2 separate regions of the Mus musculus genome follow, and region 2 is linked to region 1. A link is a contact called in public HiChIP or PLAC-seq data. All regions are on one chromosome and are shown on one strand. The core of a region is the stretch at or near the end of the contact, and the rest is flanking DNA. Distances in the headings are between cores, read along the strand shown.

Region 1 (4,237 bases), core at 836-3,335:
CATTATAGGTGTTAGCCATCATGCCCTAATAAACATATAATACTGAGGTCCCAGAAGAAAACAAGACCAACACAGTTTGGTCAATTCTAGTTTAGAAATATCTCAAAACCAAGGACAGAGGGTGGAACATTCTAAAACCATAGCAAGATTTCTGATTAAGATGGAAGGATCACTTTTCCTGAGGAACGTTTTTGCTTTATTTGGAGGGTAGGGTATCACTACACAGACCTAGCTGACCTCAATATCCATCTTCTAAACAGCCCAACACGCTTACCCCCTCTGTGTGTGTGAGTGTGTGTGTATGTGGTGTGTGTGAGTGTGAGTGTGTGTGTGTAGTGTGTATGTGGTGTGTGTGTGGTGTGTGTGTGGTGGCAGCATATGGACTTGTAGGTGTGGATGACAGTGCCTGTGTGTATGCACACATAGAGGCGAGGGATTCAGGTTGGCATCTTCCTCAAGTCTTTACTTTTTTAAAATTTAATTTTTATTATATATTTATAAGTATTTTGCTTTCAGGTAAGTCTGTGCCCCATGACTGTTGACTTTGGAGGTCAGAAGAGGACATTGTATCTAGTGGAACTGGAATTATAGGCAGTTGTCAGCTGCCATGTGGATGCTGGGAACTGAACTCGAGTCCTCTACCAGAACCAGTTCTCCTCACTGATGCACTATCTCTTCAGCCCCTCACTTTTATCCTGGGGCTCACAGACTGGTTAAACTGTTGGCCCCAGGCCCCAGGGATCCTCTCATCTCTGCCTCCACAATGCTGGGATTACAGGTACCAGGCCTTAGTTTTTACACAAATTCTAGGGATCTGAATTCAGATCTTCATGCTTTCATGGCAAGCACCTGAGCCAGTGAACCACCTCCCTGACTATTGCACCGAGCCATCTCCCTAGCCTCAATGCCTGGCTTTTGAGAAAGTATTATAATACTTACCAATGTTATTGGACTGCAAGGGCCATCATGCCATGTTTCCACAGCGCTGGGGACTGATCCCAGTTTGTGCCTGCTGAGCAAGCACCCTATCAACTGGGCTACATCCCCAGTACTGTGAGATGGTCTGAATTATTTCATTGAATCCTTTGTACAGCTCTGGGAGGCAGGTAATCCTGGGTGAATCCCGTTTTGCAAAGAACAAGAAAATTTCAATTGATTATTATTAATAATAAAAGGGCCAGGCAGTGGTAGTGCGTGCCTTTAATCCCAGCACTTGGGAGGCAGAGGCAGGCGGATTTCTGAGTTCGAGGCCAGCCTGGTCTACAGAGTGAGTTCCAGGACAGCTAGAACTATTACAGAGAAACCCTGTCTCGAAAAACCAAAATAAATAAATAAATAAATAAATAGAAATTAGCTCACAATTTAAGGCACGGTGGAAAGTTTTGAAGTGATGGTTAGATTTACACTCAAATTGTCTTCCTTGCAGAGCTGCGTTTTTAACTATCAAGTTCCAAGCAAGACTGCCATAAAGAGGTGAATGGCAGACCAGCGGTCAGTTTAAGTGGGAAGTTTTCTGGTCGTTGCAAAGCCTTGGGAAGTCACCAGGAGGTTCTAGAAGGTGGAAATTCTTTGGAGGTCCTGGACTCTCCGTAGGAGGAGACTGGCTGTAAAAGATAGGACTGAGGCTGTTGCAGTAGCGCAGAAAGTCTTTGGACTGTTAAAATACGGTTCTATTTGGTTTAGGAAACGGTTTGCTTGTAGCTCAGATGGGAGACAGAAAAGGTTTCTGGGAGTAGAGGGGCGGATATTTTCGGCTTAGGACGCCGGATCATCGCCGGACACTACTGAGGGTAACAGGTGAAGCTCTGGACTCAGAAGTTACAAGGCTGTCGCCGAGCCAGATCGGATCCAGTTCCCGCCACACCTAGAAGCCAGTGGGTCCCTCAGACCTTTTGTTAGAGTTGCTATCGGCACTAGGACCGCGCGACTATTTTTAGTCCACAAGCGGCCAGCGAGGGGCGCATGCGCACTGCTGGGAGGCTCTGCCCCGCCCCTTAGAAAGGGTCGCGCTTGTCACGTGTTCAGTTCAGGCGCCCCGCTCACGTGACCGCGGCGCATGTCAGCTGATGCGGGAGGGTTTGAAGCGGCGCCGGGAGGGAGCGAGGCTGCAGTGACCGCGGCGCGCGCTGGGACCCACCCGCGTCTCGCGCTCACCCTGCGGCCATGGCCACCCCGGCGGGCCGGCGCGCCTCAGGTGAGCGCGGGCGGCGGGAGGGCGCGCCCAGCTCAGCGACCTCGGGTGACTTCCGCTGCAGTCCAATACTGGAAGATGGGCTTTCGGCTTCTAGAACCTGGGCGGCGGGCGGGCCAGCATCTCCTACCTCAGGCGGAGAGCTTCTACCGATCCTAGAATCTGGGCGGCGGGTGGGCATCGAGCGTCCAGCTTAGTGTTCTGACTTTCAGGGCGGACTTCTCAGTGTTCCTATGGGAGATTGACGAATGATTCCTCCTAGAATCTGGGCAGTGGGTGCACAGCGACACCTCCGACCTTGGACGTCAAGCGCCCAACTTCCCGTTCGTCAATTCCAGTGCGGACTTCTCAGATGCTCCATAGGGGAGAGATGGGTAGATGGCTCCCAGAACCTGGGCTTCCAGTTCTCAAGTTTTTCAAGTCCTCATATGAGAGAGATAGACAGTAGCATCCTAGAACCTGGGTGGTGGGTGTGTACCAACAACATCTCTAACCTCAGGTGAACAGCTTGCATAGTACCCAGAACTCAGGTAGTACAGGTACCAGCAACTCTTGGCCTCAAGCACTGAGGGTCTACAGTTCCTAGAACTGGGTGGTGGGTGGACACCACTTCCCCAGCCTCTTTCTCCAAGCTCTCCATTTTTCCCTTTAAAGTGTGGTGCAGACTTATGGAGGAGAGATGGGCAGTTGGTTCTCAGAACCAGTGGGCAGGTCCCAGCCTTTAAAACCTCTGCAGAGAGCTTATTGTTGATGACAATTCTAAAGGCCAGTACAAACTTAGTTGCCTTATGAGAGAGAGATAGAGCGTCCAAAGAACTTGGACAGTGGGTGGGCTTAAGATTCTCCAGTTTAAGAGGGCAGGACTCCTGATAATCCCAGCCTCCACCTCCCTTGTGCTGGGATTCTAAGCATGTATCACCATGGATGGCTGTATTATTGTTATTACGAAACATTTCTTTCCAGGGTTGTTTGTGACCTGTGAGAGTATTGCCTTCCCCAACCTAGTCTCTTCTCAGTTTGTAAACAGGCGCCAGCCAGCCAGCCAGCCAGCTAGCTAGTTTCTTCCATTAGGACAGTATTTGAAGCCCGAGCTTTTGTTAGCGGTAGTTTGGTTTTGTTTGGATCAGGTTCTTAGTCTATAGACCCTGAACTTCTTTTACTTTTGTTTTTGTCTGTTTTGAGACAGAGTGTCTATGTAGCTCTGGGAGTTCTGGAATTCTGGTATCTGCCTTCTTTGCTTCCAGAATTCTGCCAGACTTGAACCTGTGATACTCCTTTTTCAGCCTCTGAGTACTGTGATTACAGGCCTAGTCGAGTCTTCCTCCTCCTCTTTCTCTCCTCCTTCTGGATTGAACCTAGGGCCATGTACCACACTACCACTGAGCTATGGCCCAAGCTATAGCCAAAGTTCTAGTTCCTCAGTTTGCCAGAACTCAGACAGCAACCTGCAATGAGACCCAAGGCTTCCCTTCTGGAAGCCAATGCCCAAATGTTCAGCCTCCCTGAACGTATAGGCAGGAATAGAGCTAAAGGGATGTTCTCCACAAATTAGGGGACTAAACTACAGTTCCTCAAACTCATACCTTCCTAAAATGAGATTGTGTGCTCCCAGTTTCCTGGCTTGTCACTAAGAAATCTGGGGATGGCATCTTGTGTTGATCTCTCACTGTGTGCTGCCTGCAGACATTCATGTGGGAGTTCTGGCTGGTAATGCCTGGGATGGGCTACGCTGTGATCTTAGCTAAGGCGTTACAGCCTGCCTTTGGTTTTCCTCCCTACTAGCTTGTAAACATGCTCATCTAGACTGAAAAGGGAGGAGCCAAGTAGGAACCACGGGTAGTGACGTGGCCCAGCCTTTCCTGGCAGCTTTGGGGCTGGAAGAGTTGCTCACAGATAGAATGCTTCTATAGCATTCCCCTCAGACCTAGCTATGCACTGAAGCATGGGCCATTTTCTGGTTGGTCTGGCAGGATTCTCAAAGTAGTTTCTAGATCTCAGCCTTAGAGGTAGATAGATGGTTTTAATTTCCACTTTTTAGACGATGTA
Region 2 (4,717 bases), core at 1,838-4,337, 1.3 Mb after region 1:
CTGACTTCCAGGAAGCTAGGGATGAGAGTCTTAAAGCCCACATCCACAGTGACACACCTACATACAAGGCCATACCTTCTAATAGTGCCACTCCCTGGCCTGAGCATATACAAACCATCACATCCAAATTCTATGCTCTAATGTAGCAGTTTCATTGTTTTTTTAAAAAAATAGTAACAGAATAAAATCAGTCATAAATCAAGGCGTTCTTCAAATATATTGGTGGAAATATAAAAGGCTAGTTATAGCCAAGTAGATGACTCTCAGCTATAAACCTCAGATGCTGATAGCGTTCTTAGCCCTTTGATTGGTAGAAACTAGGTTTATTAAGTTGATGCACTCCATATGCTTTTTAGCTGTATTTGTCTTTTAAATTGAAATTAAATTAAATTAAAAAATTTGCCAAGAAACAAAGTAGAAAAAGAAAGTCATCTACGGAAGACATTCATGTTTTATTTACATATTAAGAAATAATTACCATAAGAAAGCTAAGATTTCCATTACCTCACATATTTTCTTTAAATGGTGAAAATACATGATCTACTCTACTCTTCTTGCTTTTCATTAAGTCTACTTTGACAAACAGTTTCCCCATTCTTTGGGAAACCATGAAGTAAACTCTGTTTCTCTAAGTTCAGTGTTTTATTGTGACTGTTGTTTTGGTTTGGTTTTATGGAGACAGAGTTTCATGTAGCCCAGGCTGGTCTCCAACTTATTAGGTAGCCAAGCATGGCCCTTTATTCCCATTGCTCCTGCTCCTACCACTCAAGTGCTGGAATCACAGAGATGCACTATCACTCCTGACTTGTAAATGCCACTTTTAAGATTTCTCATACAATAGCATACAAGTTTAGTTCCTTACAGACAGACACTTTAAAGCTGACTCTTCATATTATAACGCTTTCACATTGGAAATACTGGCTGTTTTCTAAGGCATCTGTACATATGAAACTTTTGGCTGTTCACAAAGTACGCTTGTTGAAGAATTAAGTCACACCTATGATTTCTCACATCAACCTAACTCTGTCCATTACACATTATAACTGAATGTGTTAATATAAACTAGCTTTAAAAATCATCAAGGCCAGACACGGTGGTTCATGCCTTGAGCCTCCAGTACAGGTGGAACTCTGAGTTGGAGGCTGGCTTGGTCTACATAGTGAGTTTCAGGTCAGCCAGGACTATGTAGAGGCCCTGCCTCAAAGTAAAAAAGGAACTGGGGATGGTAGAGCTCTTTCCTAGCATATGTAAGGTCACAGTTTGGCAAATAAAATTCCCATGATTAGGTACAATGAAGCTGAGGGTTAGAAAAGCTGGGTTAGGGCTGGGGCTCTATGAGGCGACAAGGCGGCAGACCTTCTGCACTGGCTAATCAAGAGTGAAAAACCTGAAGAGATGCAGGCAGGAAAACGGAATTAGACTAGACTTGCTATACAGTCAGAGAGAGACCACCTGGACTTCTGCTGTGAGCTTTGAAAATCCCACGGCCACATTCAAGGCAGTATTAGCACCCATGTTTCTTGGTTGTCCCTTGGTCAGGCCTGAGGAGCGATGCGACAGGCATGATGGAAGTCGAGTCCTCTTACTCGGACTTCATCTCCTGCGACCGGACAGGCCATCGGAATGCAGTCCCTGACATCCAGGGAGACTCGGAGGCCGTGAGCATGCGGAAGCTCGCTGGAGACATGGGCGAGCTCGCACTTGAGGGAGAAGCACAGGCAGAGGGAAGTACCCCAGACAAGGAAGCCAGCAGCCAGCCTGAGAGCAGTGATGCGAACACCTCGTCCTGAGTCTGCCTGTGGTCCCAAGGCTGGAAGAGACCTGCTGTACCTCCCGGACTGGAGCCCTGGCCAGCCAGGCCGACTGAGAGCCTCATGGAATCCTCTGTGGCCCCCACTCCAGCCAAGTCCTCCACCCACACCGCAGGCTCCACTCTTCCCCACCTCCCCACGGTGCTCAGGTACACTCTGAAGACAACCAGCACCACGAGATATTATTTATTCAGCTAGGCGGGGCTTGAGCCAGGCCCTGCCCCTAGGTGAGCAGCTGCCACCTGGACAGGGACTGTCCTGTCACCACTCACCCTCCAGCCAGCCTGTCTGTCAGGAAGATCTTCCTAGCCCTTTTTTAAAGCTTCTTTTACATTTTTAAAAAAACATAACTTTTTCAGAGAGAGAGAGAGAGAGAGAGAGAGAGAGAGAGAGAGAGAGAGAGAGAGAGAGAGAGAGAGAGAGAAGCTGACAATCACTTTTCTTCTGCTTTGGTTTTGGGTTTTGGTTTTGTTTTGAAAGCGGGTTTAAGCTCAGTTCTGATGATCTATGCAGCTCTAAGTTTCCTCATGGCGCCTCACAGATCCAGTTTGGGGAAAGGATTTGGATTCAAAACTAACTGACCAATTCTTTGCCCTTTTTACCAAAAGACTGATACTTAGGCCCAGGAAATAAATGCTGGTGGTTTGTGTTGGAAAAAAAGAAAAAAGAAAAGAAAAGAAAAGCTGGGTCAATTCTATTTCTGGATTCTATCCAAACTCAGCTCTGCTGTCATCTGTCCCCAGTGCATAGGATGAGAGTTCAAGGTTGTTTTTAAAAAGGAGAAGCGTAGCACATGATCCCTTAGATGTAGGTTAAAAACAAATCAATCAATCAATCAATCAATCAATCAAACAAACAAAAACTTGGCTCATGAAATAAATGAATACAAAGCCCCCTGAGTCCCTTCCGTCTGGGGAATGTCCACCCAGATCCAACCCCTTCTCTTCTCCGGAAGCTGAGTCAGGAGGATAGAGAGCCTAAATTGGCCACAGTATCTCCCGACTCCGAAGTCGTGAGAGCGGGGCCAGACCCAGCACAGAACTCCCCACCCAGGTAATCGCGTCCTTAGGGTGGCCAGGCCCGGCCGGCAACCACGAAAACAGCTCTCCGACTCGGGTTGAGGTGCTCACCTTCCTTCCAGGACGCCGGTTCCTTCTCCGCCGCCAAGTCAGGTCTCGGTGGAACCATAGCTATAGGTTCCAGAACTCCACCAGCCCGCAAATCATCAGCCATTTCAAATTTACGCGGGCGGCTGTCACAAACCAGAACGCGATGACGACATCTCTAGCGTCAGTACTCGACTAGAGGAGCATCTTCAGCTTTCAGTAACTGCTCTGATAGTCCTTCAGCGCCACCTGTGGGATTGGCGGACTGTTCTCGATCAAGTTCTTCCCAGTAACAAAAGGAAGTTGAATGTTGATGTAATTTGGAATGCTTTCTCAAAAATCAGCAAGGCAAACTTGGATGTTGAGCATAGTAGAAAAGATAATGAAAGTGAAATGATTAAGATATGCCATCTTGATTGACTCTATGTTTGCTTAAAGAGTTTTTAGGTCAGTTGACCTTGGCAACACCTTTAAGATTTCCAGAGCCTTGGCCATGGTCAGAGGTATTAAACGAAATAATTAGCAAGTTATGTCTAAAATAACTACTATTTTCTGCTAATAATAAATGCTTCAAGATTACTCTAACACCCACTTTACTTTGGTTTACCTTTAAAACTATATATCCTTGAGCTTTGTCAACAAGTAAGTTTTTAGGGGCTCAAGTTTGATCTCCAATAAAAAGGACGTAAAAGTTTTAATTGGCTTAATCAGTGTGGTTGTCAATTACAGTAGATCATTACAAACAACACAAAAGCAAACAAACAAACAAACAAACAAACAAAAACATGTATGTGTTTTAGCCACTGCTAGTGAATGCTATTACGTGTGTGTGTGTGTGTGTGTGTGTGTGTGTGTGTGTGTGTGTAAATCCCTTCATGACTCAGGAGCTGGCTACAGATGAAGCAATATTAGAATGTTGGTATAAGCAGCTCTGTCACTGTCACCATCAGGAACCAGACACTGGGTAGTTTCAAGTAATGTTAAATTATATTTAGATAGGCTGTGGTGGCATATGCCTTTAATTCTACTACTCTAGAGTCAGAAGCAGAGACAGAGACAGGAGGTAGGTCTCTAGGAGTTCCAGGCCAGATTGGTCTACAAATCAAATTCCAGTTCAGTAAGGGTGATATGGTAAAACGTCTCAAAAAGTTATATTTAGTATGCTATTTGATTAACTTTTAATAAATTAAACTGTAACTAACGTTAATAGCTATTATTTACTATACAAAATACTGCCAGCAAGTTTTACCTACAATATCTTATTTAAATTTCAAAAATCATTCTATGGAGCTGGAAAAATGTTTCAACTGATGGGATATTTGCTAGACAAGCATGAGGACGTGTTTGGTCCCCAGACCCACATAAAAAACTAGATATGATAGTAACCATTTGTAATCCCAGTGCTGGAAGAGGGATGGTTTGGAGACAGGACCACCCTGGATCTTATTGGTCAGCAAGTCTATCCAAATTGGCAAAGTTCAGGTTCAGTGAGAGAACTTATCTCAAAAAATAAGGTGGGGAGCCATAGAAAAAGACACCAGACCTAATCATCTGTTATCTACACTTATGTCCACACACTCACATGAACATGCATGTATCACAAAACATATGTAAATTAATACATAAATATTTTATCAGTCTTCAGGAATTAGTCTTGCTATCCCCCAGTAATCTGCTCCTTGCTATGTACTGAAAAAGCATGTTTTCTTAAAAAATATTCCAATGAGATAAGACGTAGCAGTACGGTCTACTCATTTCACAATGAGGTACAGACCTCATGAAAAAGTTGAATAACTTCTC

What was found. HiChIP or PLAC-seq counts read pairs in DNA pulled down with a chosen protein or histone mark.
Region 2: an H3K27ac HiChIP or PLAC-seq map of microglia shows a contact between it and region 1, with 4 times the contacts expected there. The contact joins the promoter of Shcbp1 here to the promoter of Mcoln1 in region 1. A contact is called at or near these places in 1 of 39 promoter capture datasets (erythroid cells), 1 of 484 Hi-C or Micro-C datasets (B cells) and 1 of 115 datasets of contacts at active chromatin or transcription factors (microglia).

Annotation. Positions count from the first base shown.
Region 1 is chr8:3,498,434-3,502,670 of GRCm38.p6, forward strand. Mcoln1 (mucolipin 1) reads left to right here and starts at 2,086. Exons shown (of 14, transcript NM_053177.1): 1 at 2,086-2,194. The coding sequence starts at 2,164.
Region 2 is chr8:4,776,480-4,781,196 of GRCm38.p6, forward strand. Shcbp1 (Shc SH2-domain binding protein 1) reads right to left here and starts at 3,088. Exons shown (of 13, transcript NM_011369.3): 1 at 2,942-3,088. The coding sequence starts at 3,044. It also overlaps the pseudogene Gm6334.